2 separate regions of the Mus musculus genome follow, and region 1 is linked to region 2. The links are chromatin contacts, called in public HiChIP or PLAC-seq maps. All regions are on one chromosome and are shown on one strand. Each heading gives the region's core, a stretch centred on a gene start, on an enhancer-like site or on the middle of the called end of the contact. The rest is flanking DNA. Distances are from core to core; before and after follow the strand shown. Region 1 has its middle 73 kb from the start of Gm36388. Region 2 overlaps Gm37896 (a long non-coding RNA gene).

Evidence for each region. HiChIP or PLAC-seq counts read pairs in DNA pulled down with a chosen protein or histone mark.
Region 1: an H3K4me3 HiChIP or PLAC-seq map of the SCID.adh cell line shows a contact between it and region 2, with 13 read pairs. The contact joins two enhancer-like sites. A contact is called at or near these places in 1 of 484 Hi-C or Micro-C datasets (nephron progenitors) and 3 of 115 datasets of contacts at active chromatin or transcription factors (the SCID.adh cell line and embryonic stem cells).

The regions. Positions count from the first base shown.
Region 1 is chr1:187,721,730-187,727,667 of GRCm38.p6, forward strand. It overlaps a transcript of Esrrg not described here. Among named protein-coding and RNA genes, the nearest start is that of Gm36388, 73 kb to the left of the region's middle. Within about 2 kb of position 3,087, at least 2 of the 459 cell types and tissues checked have an H3K27ac peak or open chromatin away from gene starts, as enhancers often do. A contact at or near this core is called in the SCID.adh cell line, where this site is marked.
Region 2 is chr1:187,461,146-187,466,439 of GRCm38.p6, forward strand. It overlaps Gm37896 (a long non-coding RNA gene), which reads left to right. Exons shown (of 3, transcript XR_865841.3): 2 at 1-512; 3 at 1,447-1,636. Among named protein-coding and RNA genes, the nearest start is that of Gm37896, 16 kb to the left of the region's middle. Within about 2 kb of position 3,081, at least 1 of the 459 cell types and tissues checked has an H3K27ac peak or open chromatin away from gene starts, as enhancers often do. A contact at or near this core is called in the SCID.adh cell line, where this site is marked.

The sequences.
Region 1 (5,938 bases), core at 1,837-4,336, 260 kb after region 2:
TACCTGGTCACTCCCAGGGAGATAACATTCAGGGCACATGGCTGGCCTCTTCTGACAATGGAAAATTGCCTTTTTGTACAGTTTTTGGTCCTTGTGTTGTTGACATATGCTTCACAGGTTCTGATCTATGAAGAGGACTCTCCTCTCTTTTGTGCAGGTATGAAGTACACACAAAAGCCTCGGACCACACTTTGCAGGAAGCGATGAGTCTTCCCTTCTCATTCTGTGACATCCTCCCCCCACCCCCCAAATTACCCAGCACACAGGCATTTAAAAGAACTAAAGTTTGTCAGATGATGGAAGGCTAGAGTCCTTCCTCAGTCGGAACAGGTCGAGCTACCAAGTTCAGCTGTCAGTGCATAAGCAGGGAAACAAAGAAACCTGTGTTTTCTCAGCATCGGTAAGCGCCACAACTTTTCATGGCATCTCTTGCCCAGTTCAGAACGATGGCACCTCAGCAGCAGTCAGTCCTTAGCTCTCCAGATCTCTTCTATTGCGTACTTCATCCCCCAGCCCCACCCCCAGCCACGGGCAGCCTGGTGTTCTTTCTGTCTGCTTACTCAGTGAGTTTGCTAAAGATCGCCTTGGCTATGCACATTTTCCTCAGTGTCTAATAAAGGCGGCTGGATAGTCCTAGTTAGAGGTTGAATTGTGTGTGTCCCTGTGACCAAATACCTGACAAGAAGCTTTTTAAAGGAGTAAGGATTCCCTTGGGCTCACAGTTGAAAGCATGTAGTCTGTGATAATCAGGGGGCAAGGCTCCATTACCGGGGAGGATGCAGCTGAAGCTGCGTACATCTTGTTGAAGCAGGCATCAGAGATGAGACAAAAGGCACAGTGAGCTATGCAACTTTAAGACCTGCCCCCTACCTTGACTACTTCCCAATGTGCTCTCCCCACCCCCCAAAAAAGGTTCTAAAACCTTTCAAAAGTTTACCTCCACTGGAGACTAAGTGACTGAAGACAGGCCACTGGGGAACATTTTATAACTAATCATCGTCTCTACCCCAGACCATGTGAAACCCTGGCTTCCGTGGGGTTACTATTGCTGTGATGAAACACCATGACCAGAAGCAACTTGAGGAAGAAGTGTTGATGTAGTGTATACTTCCACATCACTGTTCATCATTGAAAGAAGTCAGGGCAGGAACCTGGAGGCAGGAGCAGATGCAGAGGCCGTGGAGGGATGCTGCTTACTGGGTTGTTCCTCATGGCTTGCTCAGCCTGCTTTCTGTAGAAGGAAGGACCACCAGTCCAGGAGTTGTATCACCCACAGTAACCCGGGTTCTCCCACATCAACCACTAAAACAATGCCCTAGGTTCTCCTCCAGCCCTATTTTATAGAGACATTTTCTCAATTGAGGATCCCCCCCTCTTCAATAACTGTCTTAGGGTTTTCCTGCTGTGAACAGACACCATGACCAAGGCAACTCTTATTGGCACTGGCTTACAGGTTCAGAAGTTCAGTCCAGTATCATTAAGGTGGGAACATGGCAGCCTCCAGGCAGGCACGCTGCAGGAGGAGCTGAGAGTTCTACATCTTCTTCTGAAGGCTGCTAGCAGAATACTGGCTTCCAAGCAGCTACGAAAGAGAGTCTTAAAGCCCACACGCACAGTGACACACCTATTCCAACAGGGCCACACCAGCATATACACACCATAACAATGACTCTAACTTGTGTCAAGTTGGCATAAAACTAGCACTAACGCTAACACAGCACACCAGAATGCACCGTTATTTGGGGATAGATTCTTGAAATAGATAACCAACTTGGAACGAGGTCATTAGTGTGCCTTCTGATCCACTATGTCTGGTGCCTTTGTAAATAGCAGGAATATGGACAAAGAAAGATACGCATACAGAGGACATCGTGGAAAAGGACTCAGGAAGAGAGCCACCTACAGATAATAAAGAAAAAACAGTTTCATAATCCCTTATGAGAAGCTACTCTGTCAAACCTTGATATTGGATTCCAAGATCCAAAACTAAGATAAAAAATTTTTTTAATCATCTAAGACACATAGAATTTCAGCAATCGTGTTGGACAGATAGACAACTTTGTAAAGTAATGTGCCTGGGAATCAAAGCTAGAGAACTAATGCTTCTTGCTCATGGTTCAGGATAAGTATGGCTACTGAGATGAGAGGTGTGGGTCCCCCTTCTCCTCAGGGGTCATTGGCCACTGGCCCGTGAGAGCAGTGGAGGGGGCAGAAACGGTAAGCAGGATTTGAACAGCCATGAATTTGACAGAAGGATTTCTGGAGACAGCTCTACTTTATTTCTCCAGGGGTAGGGTATATAAGAGCTTTTAGGTGTCCATGTAGAAAGGCCTGATTGGTTGTAACACAGTACCTGATTATCATATGGGCTAGAAGCTAGAGCTAGATTTGCTGAGTCACAGGACAATGTTATTCTTTAGATAAGGCCAGGCTTCTGTGCTCAGGGACACTCTTCAATCAAGCAGAGAAAGCAAGCCCACCGAGAAAGGGAGTCTTCCATTTTGTGCCGAGCTTGGAGAGTTATCCAGACATGGTGGGCTTTGACTTAAAAGCAGGGCTTCAAACAGAGAGAACCTGGAAGTGAGGCTGGGACATGCAGCATGAGGATTTAGTGGATAACAGGAAGAGGAGAATGTCTGTCCCATGTTCTTCCATCCTCTATGCTTGGCTCCTCCAAATCACCACTATTACCATTCATTTGTTGCTTTCAGAAACTCAGAGCAGGGATTTCTAACGCCATTGGGTTAGGAGCTGTCTCTGTGTCAAGGTAGATGTGCATTCACAGCGGTTTCCAAAAGAATAATCGGGTTCCTGGTTTTCTTTTACCTCAAAGTTTATACATCAGAGGTTTGGGGCCTTTCTGAACCCATCTTCTCATTGGTTTTATTATTTACATCAGCAGATATTGATTGCAACCTCTTATGGGCATAAACACGTTTAAGATTTATTAAGTTCTCAAATTTTCAAAGAAAACAAGTCCTAAGTACTGTGAAAATGGATGGGCTTCTCAGAACACCAGCCAGAAGCCTTTTATAGCTGCCCCCCTGGAATGACAGAGTTCTATTCAGAGGCAGATTTACTGAGCAGCTGATGAAAGTCAAAGAGCCTGCCCCTCCCCCACACAGACTGTCTCCAAGGGTTTCTCTATCATTTCCCATTGAGATTGTTGTGTTCTTTTCCTTAACTGCAAGTGCAGTTCCAATTGCATGGGCCTCTGTTACTTCCTGATGGGGACATGTCCTTGGTTTCAATGACAATGGCTCTTCTAGGAATCAGGTTGTTCTACAGAGGTGGGAAAGATGGCCATCTGAGTAGTCAAGGAACAGAGTATAGAGAAGCCCATGATGTACTGGAGTCAGGGAAGAGAGTAGGACAAGTGGGGCCATGATTAGGACAAGAGGAGGCAACCACTGATCAAACTGGGAAGTTACAGATCACAGGGGAAGTCCTGGACGACTCAGATGAGACACTGGATGTGTGGGATCCACAGTTAGGTGTACCATACACAGACATCTTTGCATCTTTCTCAGAAGAAAACTAATCCCAGAGAGTGATGGCTAAGCTTGATTCTCAGCTTGATGGGATTTAGAATCACCAGGGAAACACATCTCTTAGATATATTTATGAGAGCTTTTCTAGAAAGGTCTAACTGACCAGGGAAGACCCAGTCTAAATGAGGGGAGCACCATGCCATGGATTTGAGTTTCAGACTGAATAAAAGGGATGAAACAAGCTGAGAGCCAACATTCATTTCTGTGTCCTGACTGTAGATGCAGTATGACTGTTGCCTTATGCTCCCACTGCCTTCCTCTCAGGATGGAGTGTTCTTACAGTCAGGCTGTCTACAAACCCTGTTCTTTCCAAAGCCAGTGCAATGGTTCAGATTACTCAACAGCTCCTCAGAGTCCAGTCAGACTTTGAGGAGAGCCAGGCGTACTATAGTGTCCACTGAATACCAGATGATAACCATTTTAGTTGAGACATCTGTTAGGCTCTAAACAAAACCCAAATTTGGGGCCTGATTTTTCTCTGTGTTATATGTATGCAGCTGGAAATTAAATAGTTTATCATTAGACTTTGCATGTATGTAGACCTATGTATAGTAAGCAGATCATCAAATGTTTATTATAGGATGCTGTAAATTGGATGGCTGCTAGTGGGTAACTATGGACTCCTTAGTATATTTAATTTTTCAACATGGCTTACTGGAATCTGTAAGCCACTCTCCTTGAACATGTTAGCTTATTAGTATGGACACCTGGTCTACCAAAGACCAATGACATTGTCAGGTCTAATCTGTCTTGAGGAATAGATAAAGAGCTAAGAGAATCCACCTTCTCTGTCTTCTTTTCCTCCAACCTCCCTGTCCAAATTCTCACTCTTGCTCAGTAGTATTTCTCAAGGTCATTGTTTCTCTGGTCTTTGACTGCTCTATTTGAATTTTCTTAACCTCTTTAGACAATCATCCAGTGACTGCCATTTTCAAAAGGTAAATTGTGATGGAAAGATCTATGTCCATCTTCCATTAAGGATGCTCAAATGCAAAGATAACCTTTGACAGTGCTCAATTCTTTATGAGGATCACTGTGAGTATATTGTCAGATAGGCAGTGTGTGTACGAGAGAAATCATTTGAACAGACTTTCTACCAAAGGATAAATACAACCCAAATCACAGTGGTAATCAGAGCCTGTGCCTCATTTCTGATGACTGTACAAATCAGTTGGTCTTCAGAGATGTGGCTACATGACCCTGTCCCCACATTGACTTGTTTTGGCTTTAGGGGGCTGTCTGCTTCTTTCTCTCTCAAGCCCTTCCTCATTTTAGCTACATTGGTATTTTTGTCCTCTGCTAAAATATATTTTTCAAAACTGTGATTAACAGACATTTTCAGATGGAGACATTGGCTCTCCTTTTCCAAAGAGGCACAGCATGTGTGAGCAGGCAAGCATCAGAGTAATGTGAAAGGATATGGCTGTTCATGGGAAACTGTGCTAATGACTACATCTGCCCTGCTCATTTTGAGCTGGCTGGGATCATCACTCTTCTGATTGGCTGATGTTTCCCACTACAGTGAAATCTCTTCATTTTTGTGTCCCATCAACACAGAAGTCCCTGTAGTTGGTCTAGTCTTTGTACTCTAAATGGAAGTTACAGCAGGTTAAATTTTGGGAACTCTACTCTAAATGACTTGCTTATGGGCCACATGGACTCAGAGGTCTGCCACACTGAGGGTTCTTTAAGCAACTTTTGGACCTAAAATATTCTTGCTAGGCATCATTAACAACTGAATACCAACCCGATTTACCAGATTATCACAATACTAAGGGAGGTTTCATTTTTCTAATACAGTCTGTCATTTTTGTTGTTTGTTGTTGTTGTTGTTTTTTTTTAATTTAATCACATAAAAAGTAAGCTTATTTGAGTTCCTTGTGATAATTTTTTGACTCTATAGTTCTTAGACTTAAACATAGTAAGCCTCGAAGAGAGAAAGTTGAGCCTGTGAAAAGGATCTGAGTCTACGGCAAGAGAGCATTCCCTATGATTCTCTGATATTGGGTTTTAACTGTTCGAGTGTGTGTGTGTGCATGCACATGTGTGAGTATTCACATGTGTGTATGCATGTATGCTTGTGTAAGTGCATGCATATATGCCTAGATGTGTAGTGTTGTATAGAGGTGTGTTTTGTGTTTGTGTACATGTGAATGTGGGTGTGTGTGAGTGCCAAGGTCAATGTTATTATAGTTTGAAACAGGGTCTCTAACTGAACCTGGAGATCACCATTCAACAGGGCTAGCTGTCTAATGGAAATCCTCCAGTCTCTGCCTTCCCAGGGATAGAATTACAGCTGCATCCTGTGTCTCCCATATGTTTATGTGGATCCAAACTCTGGTCCTTATGCTTCTGTGGCAAGCATTTTACCAACTTAGGCATCTCAG
Region 2 (5,294 bases), core at 1,831-4,330:
ACTCCCTGTGGCTGCCACACTCTGCCTTCGTCTGGGTTGAGCTCCTCTCCTTTAATGACTTCCTTGGCTATTTGGCCTACTCTCTTAAAACTAGATATTTAAAGATTGTTACAATCCAAACTAGACATGGGGCTGAACTCCGAAGAAAGTATAAGCACAATAATTTGTTTCCTTTTTCTGATTTTACAGTATTTTCCCCCATCAGTCCCTGTGCTCCCATTCACTGGCCTTGGTGTAGTCAGAGAGGAAGAGAACCTAAAAGTAGGCCTCTTTTCAGAATTCAGTGGAAGGTGAGCCAGTGGTATGATCGGGACCCCCCCCCCCCCTTTCTGGGTCTGTCTGTCTGTATCTGTCTCTTTTGCCTCCACTCCCCATGATCTGCTGTATCTTCAGAGACTTTTATGACCTCAGCCTTTGAAGAGGAGAGCTGCATCCAGGGATAGCTGGCCACTGCTCTCTGAGCCACAGCACCATGCTACCATGCTACCATCCTCTGTTATTCCCAGACCAAGGTAAGAAAAGAGTTGGTGGAAAGTATGAGCTTGATCTCAAGGCCCCATAGGAAATTCTTCCTAAGAATGTAGACTGAGTTCCCTTTGTGTCTAGCAGAACAAGAAGAATACTCTAGCCATTTGTCTAAGAATAATATTATTTTAAATATTATATTCTCCAAACCCGCCTATGGTCTAGGCCTCTGTTATCCCTTCTCTTGGCTTATGCTACCCCCCCCCCCTTTATAAACTCCCCAGTGCCTATGACAGAGAAAGCAGCACAGCTCACTGCTGTTTATCGTTTCTGTTTTCCTTCTCCTAGAACTACTTTATGATAGTATACACAAGGATTTCCACAACCTTATTAATATAACATTTATTGTTAGTCCCTTGAGCCACCACAGAGGCATAAATTATCTGCTTGCAGGGTTTATTCTCACCTTCCCTGACTCAGATTCTCAACACCCTGCCTAACACTTACAAAAGAAAAATTGCTTTTTTTTTTTTTTTCAAATTAAATCCTGAGATGGAAGGAAGGAATAGTGGACAAAGAGGTTATTGGTAATCCATGAAAACTTTTCCATGAAAACTTCTGGCATATTCATCCTGTGTTCCACTTTTAAGTTTCTCATGAAGTTTCTTAAAACACAGACTTTAATTAAAGTGAAAAGTTCAGGAGACCAGCTGTCTACTTTCACGTGGTCTTTTGAGAAATATTTGGCCTACAAATATATGTGGCACATAATGTTTTAAGATTGAGTTACTCATTTATGGAATAAAATAATTTTTAATATTAACACTGTCCATTCGGGGAGGCAATTGATATGTGAGTTAAAAGGCCTTATCTATGAGGGACCCTGCCTTAAAATAGCAACAAAAATATTTTTTCCAGGTGTATCCTGAAGATACTAATAGGATTTATGTATTACTTAAACAATGTTATTCTTCTCAAAAGAATATACCAGATAGAAGAAGGAGAAGAAGGAGAAGAAGGAGAAGAAGGAGAAGGAGAAGGAGAAGGAGAAGGAACAAAGAAACAAAGAAAGCAGAATTGGAAGATTTCACTTAGAAATATGTTGTTGGCTTAAATTGGAAAAACTCAAACTCCAAAGACAGATGTTGAATTAAAAATTTTTTTCCGATTAGTACCGATTCTGCACTATTTGAAATTAGTTATTCACCTAACCAATGCTCTTGGCTCCAGCCCTAGGATCAGAATTTGAATTTGCTCTAAGCATGTGCAGTTCCACAGATCCAGGTATGGATGTCAGACAAGCTTCAGCTTAGCTCTTCCCTTCTTATGGTGCGATCAAGCATTTAGTCTCTTGAAACGTTCAACTAGTGGGCAGAGAGATGCCTCACGGGTAATGTGTTGCTGTGCAGTGTGAAGACCTGGGGTCAGAGCTTGTGTAGATCAGGATGAGTCACTATGCCTCTGCAATCCAGGCTACACACATGCACACACACATGCACATGCACACACCAACCAGTACAAAGCCAAGAAAGCAACGATATTTATTAGGTATAAGCATGCCTGAGTAGCCTGTGGTGTGGCAACTGTTAGTTGCTTCTGAAGGACAGGAACATTCTTGTGTGTGTGTCAGGTAACCTTGGCCACACACCTCGGTCCTCCAAAGATCCACATCATGTCACAACTAAGTGTTGGCAGTAATTTCTTGCACCTCACAGGACCAGAATCAAACCTATGTAAGTTTGATAAAACATCAGAGACACCATAACTCATGTCCTGTTGCTCCAAGGAAGGAACTTACTATTTCTGCTTTGCAAAAGATGTTGTCTTTGGTTTCTGCAGACATTTTTTTCCCCCTGAGACAGGGTTTCTCTGTATATCCCAGGCAATCCTGGAACTCACTCTGTAGACCAGGCTGGCCTTGAACTCAGAAATCCACCTGCCTCTGCCTCCCAAGTGCAAGAATTGAAGGCATGCGCCAACTCTGCCCCGGTTCTCCAGCCCTTTTAAAGAATGAGTTATATTACTTTGTTACATGCTCTACAATCCAGAAGATGCCCCGCCACACTTACTTCCTTTTCATCTTAATTATTCTGCTTCTGCTTTAATCTGATTGTGTTGGTTGTTTCATTTTCTCCTTGCTATGGTTTGAATGTTGAAATGTCTCACACAGAGTCAGGGAGCGATGGCTCAGTGAGTAAAGGGACTTGCATGTGGGTCTGATAAGTCTTCAGTCTGGATCCCAGAAGGAGACAGGAGAGAAGCTGTTCCAGAGAGTTGTACTTCGACCTTTCCATGCAGTCTGCCCCCTTCCTGGTAAATAGATAGATAGATAGATAGATAGATAGATAGATAGATAGATAGATAAATAAAACTTGCACTATCCCACAGTACTTGTCTCACGTACTTGTCCATAGCTGGTAGCAGTTTGGGAAGCTATAGACCTCTGAGAAGTGAAGTCTCACAGGAGGAAGAGAGTCACTGGGGATAGAGTTGAGGTTTTTAGGCCAGCCCAGATCCCTGTCTACTTTCTTCTTCTTCATTCCCCAAGATGTGAGCAAGCAACCTCAGGGTTCTGCTGCCTCAGGTGGGAGCCACTCCTGCTGCTGTGCTTTCCCCATCATGGTGGACTATACCCTCAAACTGTGAGACAAAAACCTAAACTAAACCAAAAATAAAACTACCGAAAAACCGAAAAACTCTTCTTCCCTTGACTTTCAACTTGTTAGATGTTAGGTCATGGCAGGCAACAAGAACAGAACCTGACACAGTCCTCCTTTTGAAGATATTTAAGATAATCAGTCCACCCCAAGAATTACCTGACAGATCTAGATGGAGTTCTAACATGGCAAGAAGTATGAGAAATGGCTGACTTTGTAATGACCATTGACATGGAATGACCATTGCTCATTACATGCTAGCAAATATCAAAGGCCCCAGACATTGGATGGGTTGGTAACATTTACCCAGCTTACAAAGGACAGAATGAAGACCCACACAGAACAGATCAGTCCTTGAGTTTCACTTTGCCCGAATTGGCCTACCTTACTGCCTCTAATCAATCAATCTTTCAAATTTCCTCACTGTCATTTCCATGTCTACAACTTCAAGGAGCCCACATGAGTGAAGTAACAGGATTGTGCCAGAGTGTCTTCCCACTTCCAAGAAGCATTCAGATAGGAAGCCAAGTGTTCCTGAGAATTCTTTTCTACACATCTCCACAAAGTTGTTACTGGGAAAGGGCCATAACTAGCATACACATCTCAATTTCCCTAGTTAACAACAGCTTGGGAATGGGCAGTAACCTGAGTGCTTTGCATACATAAAGCCTTAGATTTGATCTCTAGAATTGCATGCCTGTAATCCCAGCTTTTGGGAGGTGGAGGCTGGAAGATATCGAGGTCAGAGCCATCCTCAGCTACACAGTTCAAGGCCAGCCTGGGCTACATGAGACCCTGTTTCAAAAATAAACAACACCCCCCCCCAAAGAAAACTAAGTTAATTAGAATATGATTAATAACAATTACTATAATTGTTTAATAAGTTACTTAATTCAACATATATTAATACAGTTACTTAAGTTAATTAGCATATGGCTATAAGTAGCAGATACAGATTTTAGTTGGGTGTACCTTATGAAGCATTATTTTTTTCAGCATAGTATTTTTATTGATTCTTTGGGAATTGCATATCATACTTCTTGATTACACTCACTTCCCAGTCCTTCCATGACCCCTCTCCATCTTTGTGATCCCCCAAGCCCCAAAGTTCAATTTGTGTTATTTATATACTCACCGGAGCATGGTCAAACTCTCAGTGTCTGCCCCTCAAATAGAGCAGAGTTCCCTTCCTGTGTCTCACACCCAGAAGCCAATCATTGTGGTGAGCTACACTTCAGCATCCCTATCACACCCCTATCCCTACTCTTTTTTGGTGGCTTCCTGCCTAGGCTATTACTTTTGGGGGAGGTAGGTGTTGCCACAGAAGCCTTCCATGATCCTCCCTCCTAACTGTGCATCTGCAGTCATGTGTATCACAGCAAACATGGTCTGTACTGCAGCACAGTTAGCGGGAGCACGGGTCATGGGCTTTCACATGGCTTCTGGCTGCAGCACAGACCACGGACATCCTCATGGCCTCTGGTGGTGACATGGGCTGCACATCAACACAGATCCCAGCTTCAATTGGACCACAGACCCAGGACCACAGACCCAGACATGGTCATTGTTCTGGGTCTGAGCGTGTGTCTGCATAAGCTCTCAGGTCCTGCACACTGCCCCCGCCAACCACACAGGGCAGATCACCTCAGCCCTCGCTCACACCTGACACCATGATCATGTCTCTGGCTCCACCTCTCTCTCTCCACAGCACATGCACAGCTCCACTCTTCCATTTTCCACTCTCCTCACACATTCGTTCTTGAGTGGTTTCTGCCAGGCACAATCCCCTGCATCTCCTGCCCATGTGAGCGAAAGGTGGGATCCCGGTCACCCTGGATAGCTTCCAAGTGTTCTTAGATACTAGTTATTTATCACTTATGTGATTTGAAAATATTTTCTCTCTTTCTCAGTCTGGGGCTTACCTTTTTATTTTTCTTAACTGGTCTTTCAGTAGAAGTTTTACTTTTTAAGGGGTCAATTTAGATTTTTTCTTCTGTTGTGGATTATGATTTTTGATTTAGATTTTTAAATTCAACACACAACCAATCTATATTTGTCCGTATGTTATCAGCTATTTTATACCTTCATATTGTATTTATGTCTATCATACTGAGTTGATTTAAAAAATATTGTATTAGTCTATGTTCAGAATCCTAATAATAGTTATTAATA